Regions from separate parts of the Mus musculus genome. Here all the other regions are linked to region 1. The links are chromatin contacts, called in public HiChIP or PLAC-seq, Micro-C and promoter capture Hi-C maps. All regions are on one chromosome and are shown on one strand. The core of a region is the stretch at or near the end of the contact, and the rest is flanking DNA. Distances in the headings are between cores, read along the strand shown.

The links. Promoter capture Hi-C pulls out the DNA fragments that hold promoters and counts their contacts. A called contact is a pair of places that touch in the nucleus more often than the background predicts. HiChIP or PLAC-seq counts read pairs in DNA pulled down with a chosen protein or histone mark.
Region 2: a Micro-C map of embryonic stem cells shows a contact between it and region 1, with 1.7 times the contacts expected there. The contact joins the promoter of Shank3 here to the promoter of Plxnb2 in region 1. A contact is called at or near these places in 2 of 39 promoter capture datasets (cranial neural crest and frontonasal cranial neural crest), 1 of 484 Hi-C or Micro-C datasets (embryonic stem cells) and 3 of 9 other capture datasets (adipose tissue, liver and pancreatic islet).
Region 3: a promoter capture Hi-C map of embryonic stem cells shows a contact between it and region 1, with 5 read pairs. The contact joins the enhancer-like site here to the promoter of Plxnb2 in region 1. A contact is called at or near these places in 11 of 39 promoter capture datasets (the 3T3-L1 cell line, cranial neural crest, embryonic stem cells and 5 more), 1 of 484 Hi-C or Micro-C datasets (liver), 6 of 115 datasets of contacts at active chromatin or transcription factors (embryonic forebrain, embryonic stem cells, extraembryonic endoderm stem cells and 1 more) and 1 of 9 other capture datasets (embryonic stem cells).
Region 4: a contact with region 1 is called in an H3K27ac HiChIP or PLAC-seq map of embryonic stem cells, with 11 times the contacts expected there. The contact joins the enhancer-like site here to the promoter of Plxnb2 in region 1. A contact is called at or near these places in 4 of 39 promoter capture datasets (the C10 cell line, cranial neural crest, embryonic stem cells and 1 more), 2 of 484 Hi-C or Micro-C datasets (both in embryonic stem cells), 4 of 115 datasets of contacts at active chromatin or transcription factors (bone marrow-derived macrophages, embryonic stem cells and stem cell-derived neural progenitor cells) and 1 of 9 other capture datasets (adipose tissue).
Region 5: a promoter capture Hi-C map of the HPC-7 cell line shows a contact between it and region 1. The contact joins the promoter of Mapk8ip2 here to the promoter of Plxnb2 in region 1. A contact is called at or near these places in 12 of 39 promoter capture datasets (the 3T3-L1 cell line, the C10 cell line, the HPC-7 cell line and 7 more), 2 of 484 Hi-C or Micro-C datasets (CD4 T cells and embryonic stem cells) and 3 of 9 other capture datasets (adipose tissue, liver and pancreatic islet).

What each region holds. Positions count from the first base shown.
Region 1 is chr15:89,179,508-89,182,207 of GRCm38.p6, forward strand. Plxnb2 (plexin B2) reads right to left here and starts at 1,281. Exons shown (of 38, transcript NM_138749.3): 1 at 1,158-1,281.
Region 2 is chr15:89,498,324-89,501,023 of GRCm38.p6, forward strand. Shank3 (SH3 and multiple ankyrin repeat domains 3) reads left to right here and starts at 1,285. Exons shown (of 22, transcript NM_021423.4): 1 at 1,285-1,596; 2 at 1,892-2,095. The coding sequence starts at 1,309.
Region 3 is chr15:88,880,195-88,882,894 of GRCm38.p6, forward strand. No RefSeq gene overlaps it. Among named protein-coding and RNA genes, the nearest start is that of Gm38643, 3.9 kb to the right of the region's middle. Within about 2 kb of position 1,252, at least 10 of the 459 cell types and tissues checked have an H3K27ac peak or open chromatin away from gene starts, as enhancers often do. A contact at or near this core is called in embryonic stem cells, where this site is marked.
Region 4 is chr15:88,707,697-88,710,396 of GRCm38.p6, forward strand. All of the region lies in intron 6 of Brd1 (bromodomain containing 1), which reads right to left. Among named protein-coding and RNA genes, the nearest start is that of Gm41377, 25 kb to the right of the region's middle. Within about 2 kb of position 1,320, at least 40 of the 459 cell types and tissues checked have an H3K27ac peak or open chromatin away from gene starts, as enhancers often do. A contact at or near this core is called in embryonic stem cells and stem cell-derived neural progenitor cells, where this site is marked.
Region 5 is chr15:89,452,578-89,455,277 of GRCm38.p6, forward strand. Mapk8ip2 (mitogen-activated protein kinase 8 interacting protein 2) reads left to right here and starts at 1,334. Exons shown (of 12, transcript NM_021921.3): 1 at 1,334-1,708; 2 at 2,607-2,700. The coding sequence starts at 1,644.

The sequences.
Region 1 (2,700 bases), core at 31-2,530:
CTCTACCTTCCTAGGAACTTCACCTCCTGACCAAAGAGCAAGGACTCATGCTAGCGACAGTCCAACTTTCTGATGACATTCCCTATGTTCCAAGACAGCATCCGGGTGTGGGATCAGGCTGACAGCTCCCACCCTCTAGGTGTTTGTGAGCAGTCTGAGAAATTCAGCTTTAAAATCATCAATACAAATTGAAGAGAGACGTTAGAGGGGGGCACTCCCCAAGGCAAATGAGGGCCCCCGAGGGCCTCCGTTCATCAGAACGTGACACTGGCTTTGGGACCTGGCTTCAGCTACAGTTCTGACCACCACCACCATGGTGGCCATAATCCGATCTCCCTTCCTGCCTTCTCCAAGGAACTAGAAAAAGGAATTAAGTGACGTGGCCAGAAACTCTAGGATTCTTAGGCTCAGAAGACCCCAGATAGAAAGGACCCACCCACACACAAACCTGCCACACAGCAGGAAACAGAGGAAGCAATGAATCTCCCTTAAGAAGGTATATGGAAGTGAAGGACTGGACTGTGTAAAAGCACCCACAAGTTCTAAGCCCTCTGAATCCTAAGTGTCTCTCCAAACACCACAACAACGAACTACACTAGAAACTTGCGGAGATCTTGCCGGGAGGCGTGGGGCCTCACCAGGTACTACTACTGAGTGTTAGTTCTCTCTGGCTCTTGTTCCCTGTCCCAGAAGGTGTGGGCACTGCTTTGGTTGAGCACCCCTGTAAAAAGCCCCAGCAGAGCCCAGCGTCTGAGCAAGCTTAGCTTGAGAACTGGGGCCTGGAGGTCCAGCACGACAGAGATGACTTGCTCTGGTCCATCGATTCGGTAGGGACGCCGGCCGTGAAGGAGGGTTTGAAACTACACCGGGTCGGGTGCAGCTCCACCGGGTCGTGGGAACCCTGCCTGCCAGGACAGTCTCCCAGCATCCCAGCGCTGAGGGCCTCGTCGCCAATCGGGGAGGCAGGAACAGCCAGGCCCAGCCGATTGGAAAGACAGACAGACGCGGGGCAAAGACGCAGGCCCGCGTCGCCCTCCGCGCAGCGGCACTGCCCTAAGACCCCCGCGTCCGGGGGCGCAGGCCGAGGCCGAGTGGCGGAGACGGCGAAGCCTGGGCCTGCGCGACGCCCCCACAGTTCCCGTCCCCGAGTGCCGTACCTGCTCCTCCGCAGCCGTCGTTCGATGGCGCCGGGGCCGCGCTCTGCGTTGCGCTCCGGCCCGCGCGGCTGCCATGGAGACGGGCCTTTGTGTGGCCGAGGAGGGGCCGGAGCGCGCGGGAGCCGCCGGCCCCGCCCCCGCCAGGGGAGAAGGAGGGCGGGGAGGACAGGGGCGGGCGAGAGGGAGGGACGAGACTAAGGGGTAGAGGGTGGGAAGGAGGGGCGGCTGGCGTCCCTAGCGTACCCCGCGTTTCCCTCGGCTCAGAGCCACTTATGCACACCGCTTTGCTTGGAGATTCGCGCCCAGTAGCAATCCGCGCTCCCTGCCTGCTGCAGTCTCGTCTCCTGGCACCAGTTCCCCCGCACCTCCCACTGCCCCGTCATCAGAGGAGTTCGCTCAGGCTGGGCACAACCCCGGGAGTGCCCCAGGCCGAACTGAATGGCGCACGCGGCCCGGCACCAGTGGGTGGCTTCGCCTGGGCCAGATCGAGGCCTCAAGTGTCTTCTTGGAGATGGGCGGGGCGCAAGGAACCGCACCACCATTGGCAACAGGCGGGACCACGCGCTCATCCCGTTCCCGAGGGTGAGGGCTGCTGAACCTTGATTCTTTCTTCCAAATCCTAGCCGCTCTGTTCTCCTTATGGAATGTTCTACTCTCCTTCCCGGCCCCTTGGCCTTACCGACCCCCAAAATGTCTATAGGGTAGGACAGTACCGTAGGGTTCCTACTTCAGGCCTTGAAGTTGTGGTGGCGATCTCAGGACAAGGTTTGGAACTAGTCCCCAAACCCCAGCTCATTCATGTCTACCCTGGAATAGCTGTCTCTTCCACCCCAGATTTGCTCTCCTTTTTAAAACAAAAAAAACTAAAGATGTATTTATTTATTCATTTTATGTATGTGAGTACACTCTAGCTGTGAGCCTTCATGTGGTTGTTATGAATTGAATTCTTAGGATCTCTGCTCGCTCAGGCCCAAAGATTTATTATTATACATAAGTACACTGTATCGGTCTTCTGACACACCACAAGAGGGCGTCAGATCTCACTACGGGTGGTTGTGAGCCACCATGTGGTTGCTGGAATTTGAACTCGGGACCTGTGGAAGAGCAGTCTCTTACCCCCTGAGCCATCTCGCCAGCCTCCAGATTTGCCCTCCTTGAATACCGTCTGCCTACTTCCTCCTATTTCCTCTGGCATCTCTGTGGAGAGCCTTTTGGGGTGCCCGTGACTGACTGAGCCAGCTTGGAACAACATCTCCCCAGCTTTGGAGATCTGCCCCAATTCTTATGTCTTCCCCAACCTGAAAACTTCACAAATCTGAGGACTTCACTGTTTCTTTAAGGAAGTTGAACTTGCCCCATCTCAAGCAGCCAGGCTTGGTTGAATCACCTTCTCCCCTCCACCAGCAACCCCGCCCCCTCCCCCCACATACAAGAGACTCCAAAATATTCAGTGATTTCAACACTACGGCCCCCAACACACACACACAACTCTAAAATATCCAGTAACACAGCTGCAAACTTTGTATCAAAAATATTAAAAGAC
Region 2 (2,700 bases), core at 35-2,534, 320 kb after region 1:
GGCATTTCTGAGGTGACCCAGGTGGTCAGGGGGTGGGATCTGGGGAGGCTCTATCGTGTATAGGACCAGGGTAGTCCAGGGTTATTCCTGGGATGCGCAGGAATAGCCAGTTTTGTGGGCGATCCAGGGTTGCTCACGGAGAAGGTAGGAGAGGCTGTGGCTAAGGGGATGCTTTCTGCCACTGGCAGAGTTCCCGGCCAGGCTGCTCCACAAAAGCTGTCCAGTTTGTGCCGCCACCGATGAGTGGCTCTCTGGGGCCTTTAGGGGGTGAGGTGTAAGTCTAGGTATGCGGGAGAGTGCAGTGGAAGGCAGTAGACACTACCGAGTAGGGCAATTCATCCATTCAGGGGCTACACCTTTCTGGGCCTTGGGAGCTAGGCCCCCGTGCGTTGGGCACTTCCGAGGCAGCGCCGGGCTAAGGCTGGCACGCCACGCGGGCGGCGCCTGAGTTGGTTCACTCGCAGCGCTCCCCTCCCCGCCCACTCGTCACCCCCTCCCGCGTTGCCACGACAACGTGTGAAACTAAAATTCAGTTCCCCGCCGCAGGTGGAGACTAGTGGCGCCCCCTCCCCTAAGCCTTTCCTCGTAGGTCGCGCCCCCAGCCTGCTGTCGCTAAGGTGACGGGGAGGGGGCGACCAGCTGCAAGGTTGGGCTACCCAAGGTGCGGGAGGCCCGCAGAGTCCGGACAGACTCCCCAAACTCGGTTGTGGTGGGGGCCGAGAGGAACACCCTGGGCGCGGTTAGAAGGGTTGGTCTGGGGGGAGCTCCCGTGGACTGCAGCTCCGCCCTGCTCGCGCCTGGGGTTTGCAGCCCTCCGACTCCCACCCAGCACCGTGCTCGGGTGACCCCACCACCTCCTTGGGGTCTGGAGTGGGGTCGGCAGACTGGGGAGATTTCCACCCCGGGTCACCAATTTTCCTGCTTGTCTCTCCCTCTCAGTCGGCCTGTGGGTCCTCTTGCCCCGACGCGTTCCCCACCCAGCTCTAGAACCCTCCGTCACCCCAGTACGGTGGTCTGCGACGCTCGCCTGCAGCGGAAGCGCGGCGTGCCATCCCCCCGCTGTGTCAGCCACTCCCCCTCGACAGCCAACCCCCCCCCTCTTCGGCGCGGGCCCCCGGCCCCCGCCCTCTGCACCACACGCCCACGCCGCCCCGACCCCGCGGGGGACCCCAGTTTCCCGGCCCCGGGCTTCCCATCCCCGCCTCCGGCGCGGCCCCCTCCCCGCCTCCGCTCCGCTCCGGGCTCGGGCCCCCTCCCCCCGCCGCCCCCGCCCCCGGGGAAGGCAGGCGCCGCTCGAAGCCGGGGCCGATGCAGCTAAACCGTGCCGCCGTCGCCGCCGCCGCTGCGCCTGCGGAGCCCCCGGAGCCGCTGTCCCCCGCGCTGGCCCCGGCCCCGGCCCCCCCCGGCCCCCTCCCGCGTAGCGCGGTCGGCGGGGCTCTTGCGGGGGGTCAGGGGGGGCCAGGGCGCCGCGCGGAGTCCCCGTGCGCTCCTCTCTCCGCCGGGAACAGTCCGGGCCCGGGCGCTAGCACCGGGATGGACGGCCCCGGGGCCAGCGCCGTGGTCGTGCGCGTCGGCATCCCGGACCTGCAACAAACGGTGAGCCTTTGCGATCTCGCCGTACCCCTGTGTGGCCCGCTAGCGGTGACCCCCGCCGGGCGCGCCCTGCGCCAGGACCCCCGGCCGTGGCCACTCGCCCCTCCCCCGCCGCCTCCGCGGGACCCTCCCCATCGCCGGGGCGGGGCCCTGGAAGCCCAGCCCCGGGGCGGGGCCTCGGCCTCTGCGCGGTGGCGCGGGGTCCCTGCTCTCGCTCCCCAACTAGCCCTCCAAAGCGGGGCCCGGGGCGCGGGGCCCTGCGCCCGCAGGTCCGGGCTCACGACTCGCTCCGCTGCAGAAGTGCCTGCGTCTGGACCCAACCGCGCCCGTGTGGGCCGCCAAGCAGCGTGTGCTCTGCGCCCTCAATCATAGCCTTCAAGACGCGCTCAACTACGGGCTATTCCAGCCTCCCTCCCGGGGTCGCGCCGGCAAGTTCCTGGATGAAGAGCGGCTCTTACAGGACTACCCGCCTAACCTGGACACGCCCCTGCCCTATCTGGAGGTGCTGGGCCGACTGGGGTGGGGGTGGAATGGAGCGCTCAGGGTGTGATCTTTGAGCTCCGTGGCTGGAGCAGTAGAAGGGCAGGCCGGGAGGAGTTGGCGACAGGCGCGGTGGGGGGCTGTGTGCAGCCTGAGCAGTGTGCTGAGAGACCGAGGTGGGTACACCTCGAGTGCAGTGGGCAGGGTGAAGTGCAAGCTGCCTGTGTGGTAAGTGGTGTGTTGCAGCTTAAGCATGGAGAAACAGTGTGAGCGCCGTGTGTAGAGCGCTTGCAGCGAGCAATCTGGACAGCACACAATGAGCACATGCATGCCACACATGCACTGCACTCGGGGCGTGTGTGTGGTGCGAGCGGTTTAAGAGTGAGTGCGTTAGGGGTCATGTGGTGCGAACAGTGTCACTTGTGTGCACATTTGCCTCCTCTTGCCACTCACTCCCATGTCTTCTGAGGTTAGCCCAAAATAATATTAACACCATTTGTGACATATAAAGGTGATTTGAGTGCCATTCCATAGGGACGGAGACCTAGTCTCAATAGGAAGGGCTCGTCCTGTGTGTGTGTGTGTGTGTGTGTGTGTGTATACACCAAGGTCAAAGTTGGTCTGACC
Region 3 (2,700 bases), core at 2-2,501, 300 kb before region 1:
AAAACTAAAATTGTAGTGGTAGGAATAAGAGTGACCTTAAAAACTTATAATTTGAATGCTTAGTCATTAGGGCACTACTTGAGAAGGATTAGGAGGTGTGGCATTGTTGGAGGAAGTGTGTCACTGAGGGAGGGCTTTGATGTTTCAAAGCCCAAGCCAGGTCCAGAGGCTCTCTCTCCCTGCTGCCTGCTGCTCTGGATGTAAAACTCTCAGCTGCCATGTCTGCCTGAATGCCACCATGAGGACAATGGACTAAGCCTCCGAAACTCTAAGCAAGCCCCAATTAAACACTTTCTTTTATAAGAATTGCCTGGCTCATGGTGTCTCTTCACAGCAATAGAACACTGACTAAGACAAACACCAGGTCTGAGCTAGCAGGCTGCCATGGTGGGAGTTGAGCCTGCAATCCCGGCACCCAGAGGCAGAAGGAACACGCCAAATTTGTCTAGGTCTACACGGTGAGTTTTATGCCAGTCAGAGATTCACAGTGAGGCCTTGTCTTTAAAAGATAGTGGTAGGTCTCACTCTGCCTTATTCGTCAGCATGTGGGGTGAAAGGGAAAATGACGGGTGCGAAGATCAGCAGAGCAGGAGAGATGGTCTGGAAACAGCACGGAGGGAATGTAGGTCTAGCCTCCGTACACATGCACGCAAGTGCATGCTAGAGAGGAAGGGCTGAAGGGAAAGGCAAGGCGAGCTTGCTGGGAGTAGACACAGGTCTGCACATACACAGATGCAAGAGACCTAACTCCTTCAGGTATGGAAACCAGAGAACCCAGATGTGAATCGCCAGGAAGCCCAAGCTCAGAGGCTTGCAAACCCTCATGGGGGTCACACACACACGGGGTCACCCATCAAGAATCAGAATCAGAGTAAACAATGAGGAAGAGAGGTGAGCCCGCAGCTTCCCTGGGTGTCTGAGTGAGCTCTTTGCAGTTGGAGGTCCTTTCCCTAGTGAAATAAGCTGGGGTGGTGGGGTATCAACAGGGGGTTATCAGATGCTCAGCTCCTGGGAACTTGAGGCAGAAATCAGACTTCTAAGTTTCACCTGGCCTCAAGCCCTGAGGTTGTATTCCTGGCTGCCTTCCTTAATCACGAAGCTTGAGGCCCAGGGGAGACTTTGCCCTTCCCCCTATAGCAGATGTGACCCCTTTCCCTGGCCCAGAGGGTTCAGGAGCCAAACCCTGTCTGCTCCCTGGCGACAGTCACCTCCTCTGTGCTCCCAGGATGAGTCTCAGGTCGCAGGAACCGCCCCGCAGCTGCTGCTGGTCCCCACCTGTGCACTACAGCCCCAGGGGAACTGTGAACCTGCTCCAGTAGGCCCGGAGGACAGGGACACGGTGGAAACCAGACCTCCGTTTGGGAGGTGTGGGGCCAGGGATGTGTTTGTGCCAGCTCCTGGCTGGTCCCCCGGGGGGGGGGGGCGCTTCTGCTTGGAGCCAGGATGCACCTGCCCAAGAAACTATGGTTTCACAGGGAGGTAGGTGATCTAATTCACTCCATCCCAGAGTATCCCAGATGCCCTTTTTAAAGGTCACTTTACCTTGATCCAGGCGAGGAGTACCTCGCCTACCTTCTCTCTCCCACATCGCAGTGGCTTACACTCTCGCTGAGTCACCCTTTCTCCTCAAAGCCAGTTCTTACATCCTACACGTGGCCCTGCAACCTCCAGGTGCTGTGCTCATGCGCGGCCCCACCCGCAGCCTCAGAACAGCTTCCACCTCTCTGCCATCTCCTAGGCCCAATCATTGGGTCGGCTCACATCCCCACCGCCTCTCCATGTGCTCCGTGATCTCTGTGTCTTGTCCTTACACATTCTTGGAGCCAATGAAACGCAAAACTATGCTTACTGTCATTTACGTGGCACGGGTCGGGGGCGGTTTGCTGGGTAGAGGACCGGGGATTCACACCAAACGAGACAATCCGCAGCCTTACAAAGCAATGTTTAAACGGAATCAGGGCAGAGCTTTAGAAAAAAAGCAATTCCAATCTATTAACTTTCAACATAATAAGCAGCAGTTTAAAACCACCATTAAAATAACCAGAATTCTAATTGGAAGACGTATTGATTCAGGATGACTCCAGAAGAGTCTGGGAGCTAGACCAGGAGCAGGCTCACAGGGACATGGTCCTCCATCCTGCCTGAAGACTGAGCCGACTCTCGCCTTCTGCTAGCCCTACAGCCCGGACTCCCAGAAGCTCCGGGTTTCTATGCCCTTTCCACCCTCCCCAGTCCTCACCAGGTGGCATCTTCGCAAAGCTCCACTTGGCAGGATGTGTCTTCACTCCACTTGCCTGTCAGCACCAGGACACAGCCTGACTACTCCTTGTTTTGGGTTCTTTGCGCTCAGGCCTGGCCAACCTGGCTCTCTGGGCTGGCGGTTGGGGCCCAGGAGCCCTCATTGGGGTTTTTGCCCAACAGCGCTTCCCATAGTGCCAAGACCGGATTCCTTGGCCTTCCTGCCTGTACTTCGGGAACCCTTTGTTCCAACGATGGGTTGAGATGTCTCCCAGGTGTTTTAATCAAAGGCCCAGGCTCTTCCTGGCTTCTCTTCCTCTCACTGAACTTGGAGTTGAAAAAAAGTGACATCAAGCTGGGGCAAGGGGTGTGTGTGTGTGTGTGTGGGGTGGGGTAAGGGTGTGGTTAGCACAGACCATTAATTCTAACACTTGGGAGGCAGAGACAGTTGGGAGGCAGAGA
Region 4 (2,700 bases), core at 70-2,569, 470 kb before region 1:
ACAAAGGACTAGTGTGGCCGTAGCAGAGGAGATGTGGGTAACACACATGGCTTTTCCTGGACTAAGACCCAACTCAGTCCTGCTCTGTAAAAAGTGAGAGGCACAAAGACCACCAGACATGTCTGAGTGCACCAACATAGACGCAAGATGGACTACTGACAGACGCTGCGTGTGTGTAAATATGTTCACATGGACTGTTTATACATTGTGAACATCATCCTAGCTCAAGTTCTTGCACATACATCATGACCAAAAGGAAACTAGGCTGCAGAGTCCGCAGGTCTCCCCAGACTCTAGGAACATTGACTGCAGGACTTAAATTAGTGAAATAGCCAAAAAATTATTTAATCTATGCGAAGATAAAACCAAAGGAACAGCAGGGCCAACAGAGACACCTACCATAAATGAGCCCTGCCCAGACCTGGTAGCTGGCCTAGGAGACTCATTAGCGCCCTGTCTAAACAGCACTAACTTAGCAGTGGGACACGACAAACACTGTCCAACTGGCTTACAGTCACCGCAACAAAAACCACCACTCAACTTCTCAAGCCTCCTTTCTTCTGTTTTGTGCTTGCTGAGTCCAGGCTGGCCTCAAACTTGTAATCCTCCCTCCTCAACCTGAGTGCTAGACCTGCAGGCTCTGCTGGTTGGCTTCTCTTTCAACAGGGCCAGTATTGCGGTTTGTATATGCTCTGCTTAGGGAGCGGCAATGCTAGGAGGTGTAGCCCTGTTGGAGTAGGTGTGGCCTCATGGGTGGGCTCCTAGCTGCCTGGGAGTCAGTACTCTGCTAGCAGCCTTCAGAAGACGTAGAACTCTTAGCTCCTCCTGTACCATGCCTGTCTGGATGCTGCCATGTTTCCACCTTGATAATGGACTGAACTTCGGAACCTGTAAGCCAGCCCCAATTAAATGTTGTCCTTAGAAGACTTGCCTTGGTCATGGTGTCTGCTCACAGCAGAAAAACTCTAAGACAGGTGGCACCAGGGACTGAGATATTGCGGTAATAGGCCTGACCGTGTTTTTGCTTATAAGAATGTAGGTTGGGGAACTTGGGATTTGGAAGGCCACAGAATGTTTCAAGTGGGGCTTCATGGTCTATCCTAGCTGGACTATGGAACACTTTGTTGCTGTGAGTAATCGGAACTGTGTAGACCCAGCACAAGAGGTTTCAGTGAGGAATTTCAGTTATGTGGTCTAGAGCCTTGTTTTTGTAGTTTGGTGAAGAAGTAGCTATTTTTGCCCTTGGCTGAAGAGTCTGCCTGAGGCTAAGGAGGCTCAGGTTAATTACAATGACAAAGGAAGCCTTAGAAAGGCCCATCGTAGACTTTGTTCTCAGGAAGAGCATGTGAATAAGCATTGCAAGGTTAGAAAGGAATACTGGAAGTGAATGGAGCTGAATGTGTTCAAGGACATTAGTTTGAATTAAGGGACTAGTGACCTTGGGGCAAGATCCCACCCAGTTAAGTTTTGGTCTATACTGGGCAGAACAAGCTTTTTAATTCCTGGAGGCAAAGGCAGGCAGATCTCTACTTTCAAGGACAGATCAAGTTGTAGGTGAAGAAAAGCTTAATTCCGGGCGTGCTGGTACACACCTCTAATCCCAGGAGTCAGGCTTGCATATCTCAGAGTTCTGAGCAAGATCCCCACGTGACAAACTTAGGCCTTGAAGGAGCGCGAAAGCTGGAAGCTAGTGATGACGCAATAGAACTAGGGGCCATGTTCCAGCTCCAGCAAGCAGCTTCGGCCATGTGTCTCTGGCTTTATAATCACGAGGAGAAAGACTCCTGGGACAGCTGATGCTGGTTAGCGGGAGCTAAGGCATTAGCAGTGATTAAGAGACCGGCAGGGCTGGAGAGATGGCTCTGTGGTTAAGAGCACTGACTGCTCTTCCAGAGGTCCTGAGTTCAATTCCCAGCAACCACATGGTGGCTCACGACCATCTGTAACAGGGGCCCAATACCCTCTTTCTGGTGTGTCTGAAGAGAACTGTGTACTCATATAATAAATAAATCATGACGACAACCAGCATCACTGGAAGTGTTTTCTGAGCACCAAGAAGCTGTGTTCCAGAGACAGCCAAGGTTGCACCTCATGCTGCAGCTATGCTGGGTGACTGCAATGGTCCCCCAGGTGGCACTGGCCTTGAGGCATGAAGGGGCCATGAAGAGCAGCTGAGGCGGAAGATCACTGATCAAAGTGCAGCCTCGGTTGCAGATGATGGCCCAGGACTGAAGGGGCCATGCAAAGGAGTTGAGGCTTGGCACCATGAAGAGAGCCTAGAGAGGCTCTAGTTGCAGCGGAAGCCCCCAGTGTATTGGAGATGATGGCCACCAAGAGCAGCAGCGGCAGTGGAGGGATCAACCTGAGCTTAGAGCTACCGAGGGCAGAGCTGGGGAAGTGACGTCACCTTGGAGAGGAGGCCCAGACATTAAAACAAGAAGCTGCCTTGGAGATACCAGAGTGGTAGTTGGACTATCTGCTAAGGAAAGCTGCTATGCTACCAGGGAGTAGAACCAGCCCAGGAGAAAGAAGTTTGTTGCAGTCAACAAAGATGAAAAAGGAATAGAAGATCTGAAGACATCAGACATGGAGATGCAGAGCCCAGCTGGCTTCCTGTCTTGCTTTGGGGATTACAGTTAAGTTATTGGACGATTATTGTTGAGACTGCCATAGACTATGGGGGCTTTTGAAGTCGGACTA
Region 5 (2,700 bases), core at 84-2,583, 270 kb after region 1:
GGTTTATGTGTGTCACAGGACCTTTATTCAGATGGAGAAACTGAGTTCTGGTGCATTGAATAATTGCCTCATGTTCGGAACGTTGGTGGCTAAATGAAGATGGGTAACCACTCTTAGATCTTAAGTCTGGAGAATCTGTGCTCTTGGAGCCAACGAGAAACCCCACAGGAGAAGTGGGAGGTAACCCCTCCCGGGGTTGTCTATGCTTTTGGAATCTGGGTGTGATCATTTGATAAGAGAGAGGCTTGTGTGGGGTTATAGTCTGAGATGAGTTCAGGGTTGTACAATTCCAGTGAATTCCGAGAAAGCCTGGAGAAGTCACACTCGTTGGCAATTCAGAAATTAAGAAACTGGTTGAGCAGGGTGTCTCACCTGACTATCTGAGTCCCTTCTGCTCTGTGATTTCCAGCCGTAACACTCTAGTGTCTCTTTCTTCCTTCAAAACTTAATTCCAGTGTGAGGCTCCCTACCCCTTCTTCTCTAGCTTGTCCATCACTACTTTGATCTTCTGCCTCACTTCACAATTGGCTCCATTTCTGCCCTGCCTCTCTACACAGAACTTCTTAGTAAGCCTATGCCTCAACTTGGAGGTTTTCCATACTCAAAACAGAGCCAAGAGCATAGGTGGCCCCAAGAAACAGCTGCTCAGTTGATGAACATAGCCTCAACTTCTAGTGTCCACCACTATCTCTGCCCAGGATCTTCAAGTCTGTACCACACAGAGAAAGTTCAATGTTGGCTTCTGAATGCTGGACTCTGATTCCAGACCTCTTCACATCCTTTGAGACAGAGTCACTGTCCCGGTTCCATTAGCACTGTCAGGATAATAGCTGGAGTCAGCAAATCTTAAGGAGAAGTTTCTTTTGACCTCATCAGCACCCAGTGGAGAACAGCTCCGACGAGCTCTGATCAGCACCCTCGGGTGGACAGCTCCCTCTGCCACCCGTTAGGAAGTCTAGCGGGTTAGTAGGTCTAGCGCGGGTTAGGAGGTCTGGGTGGGTTAGGAGGTCTGGTGGATTAGGAGGTCTGGTGGGTTAGGAGGTCTGGTGGGTTCCTGACCAACTCTGCTTTTCGAATTTGCCGGGGCATGAACGCTGTTCCTAAGTCCTCGCCCATCACCCCTCCACGAGCAGTCCACCTCCCAGGAGCACTGCACACCGCTGTAACCAGAGGCGCGCATTCCCGGGCCGCGTTGGTCCTGGCTCCTGGGTCTACCGCACCCATTTCCCCCGCACCTCTCTCGGCTCCTGCAGAAACCTTTGGTCTACCAGCGTGTCTCTGCTTCCACCTATCCCTTCTCGCCTATTCCACGCTAGGACCACGCAAGCCGCCCGCCAGCTCTCCCGACCAGAATCTCACCACCACCGCTACCACCACCACCTCGCATCCCGCATCCTTTCTCGGCTCGACCCCCATTCCTCCGCCCCCACCTCAGGCCCCGCCCTGCGCCACTCCCTCCCCTCACCCCTGCGGCGCGGCTTGCTGCCGCGGTGTCCTGGCAGGGCGCTGAGGTGTGTCGCCGACGGGTGTCGCAGGGCGTGTCACGAGGTGAGTGGGGAGACAGAGGCCGCGAGCCTGAGCACCAAGGGCGCGCGGTGCTCCTCACCCCTCCCCCTCGCTGCCGGCCGGCGGTTCCAGGGAAGATGGCGGATCGCGCGGAGATGTTTTCTCTCTCCACCTTTCACTCGCTGTCGCCTCCCGGCTGCAGGTACGCATTCGGCGGGTCTCATCTTCACGTAGGTCTCTTCGGCCTGCCACTCCACCCCATCGACTTCAACTACCCAGGCCAGGGCGCCTCCTTGGTTTGCAGGCCTCTGACTGATGCTCCCATCCCCCACCCTGGGCTCCGGGTCCTTCGGTGTTTGCTCCTTGTCGCGCAGACCCAATGGCAACCCCCCCCCTTTCCCACCCCCACACAGAGATACACATTCACTTTTCTTGTTGGGATACCGAACCGCACCCAGCCAGGACCGATGACCTAGCAAGGGTGCGGTCTCTCGATTGACCCTTTGAGGGATTTTAGGCAGGGTGTTCAGCACCTAGTCTGTTCCTGCCAGTGTCCTTTTGGCCTTGTTATGCCTCCTTCCATAAAGGCTAGGGCCTTGCCCCTAGCCCTCTTCCCTCCCAACCCCCCCTCCCCCCAGGACGGCAGAGAGTGAAATCAAGCTTGAAGCTCTGGGGGTGAGATGGGGAAGTTGGGATTGGAGGGGCTGGATGTTTGGATGTAGGCCTGTTTCTGTGTAGGAGTGGATGGGGAACAGCTGGACCCCTCCCTCTCCTGTTGTCGCAGCTCCCCCCCCTCCCCCCCCCCCCCCCCGTTGGTTCAAGGTATCTCCCCTGAGGCTGAAGCTGTGACCCACAGGGGCTGGGAGCTGAGCTGAAAAGGAGTGGGAGGGGTTTGTGGAGGGATGCCTCCTCTGGGCTCATTCCCTGTGGTGGAGGAGGGGACCCAGGGGAGAGCAGTGCCTGGGGTCAAAAAACGACACGGCTTTAGCATGGGAGCTGGGGGCCCTGGGAGCTGGACCTTTCCCACCAATGTCCTCAGGATCAGCTCTCAGGCCAGGAGCCTAGGTCAGGTGGCCTTCTGACCCTGGCCTCCTCTTCAGGCCTCCCCAGGACATAAGCCTGGAAGAATTTGATGATGAAGACCTGTCTGAGATCACGGACGACTGTGGCCTGGGCCTTAGCTACGACTCGGAC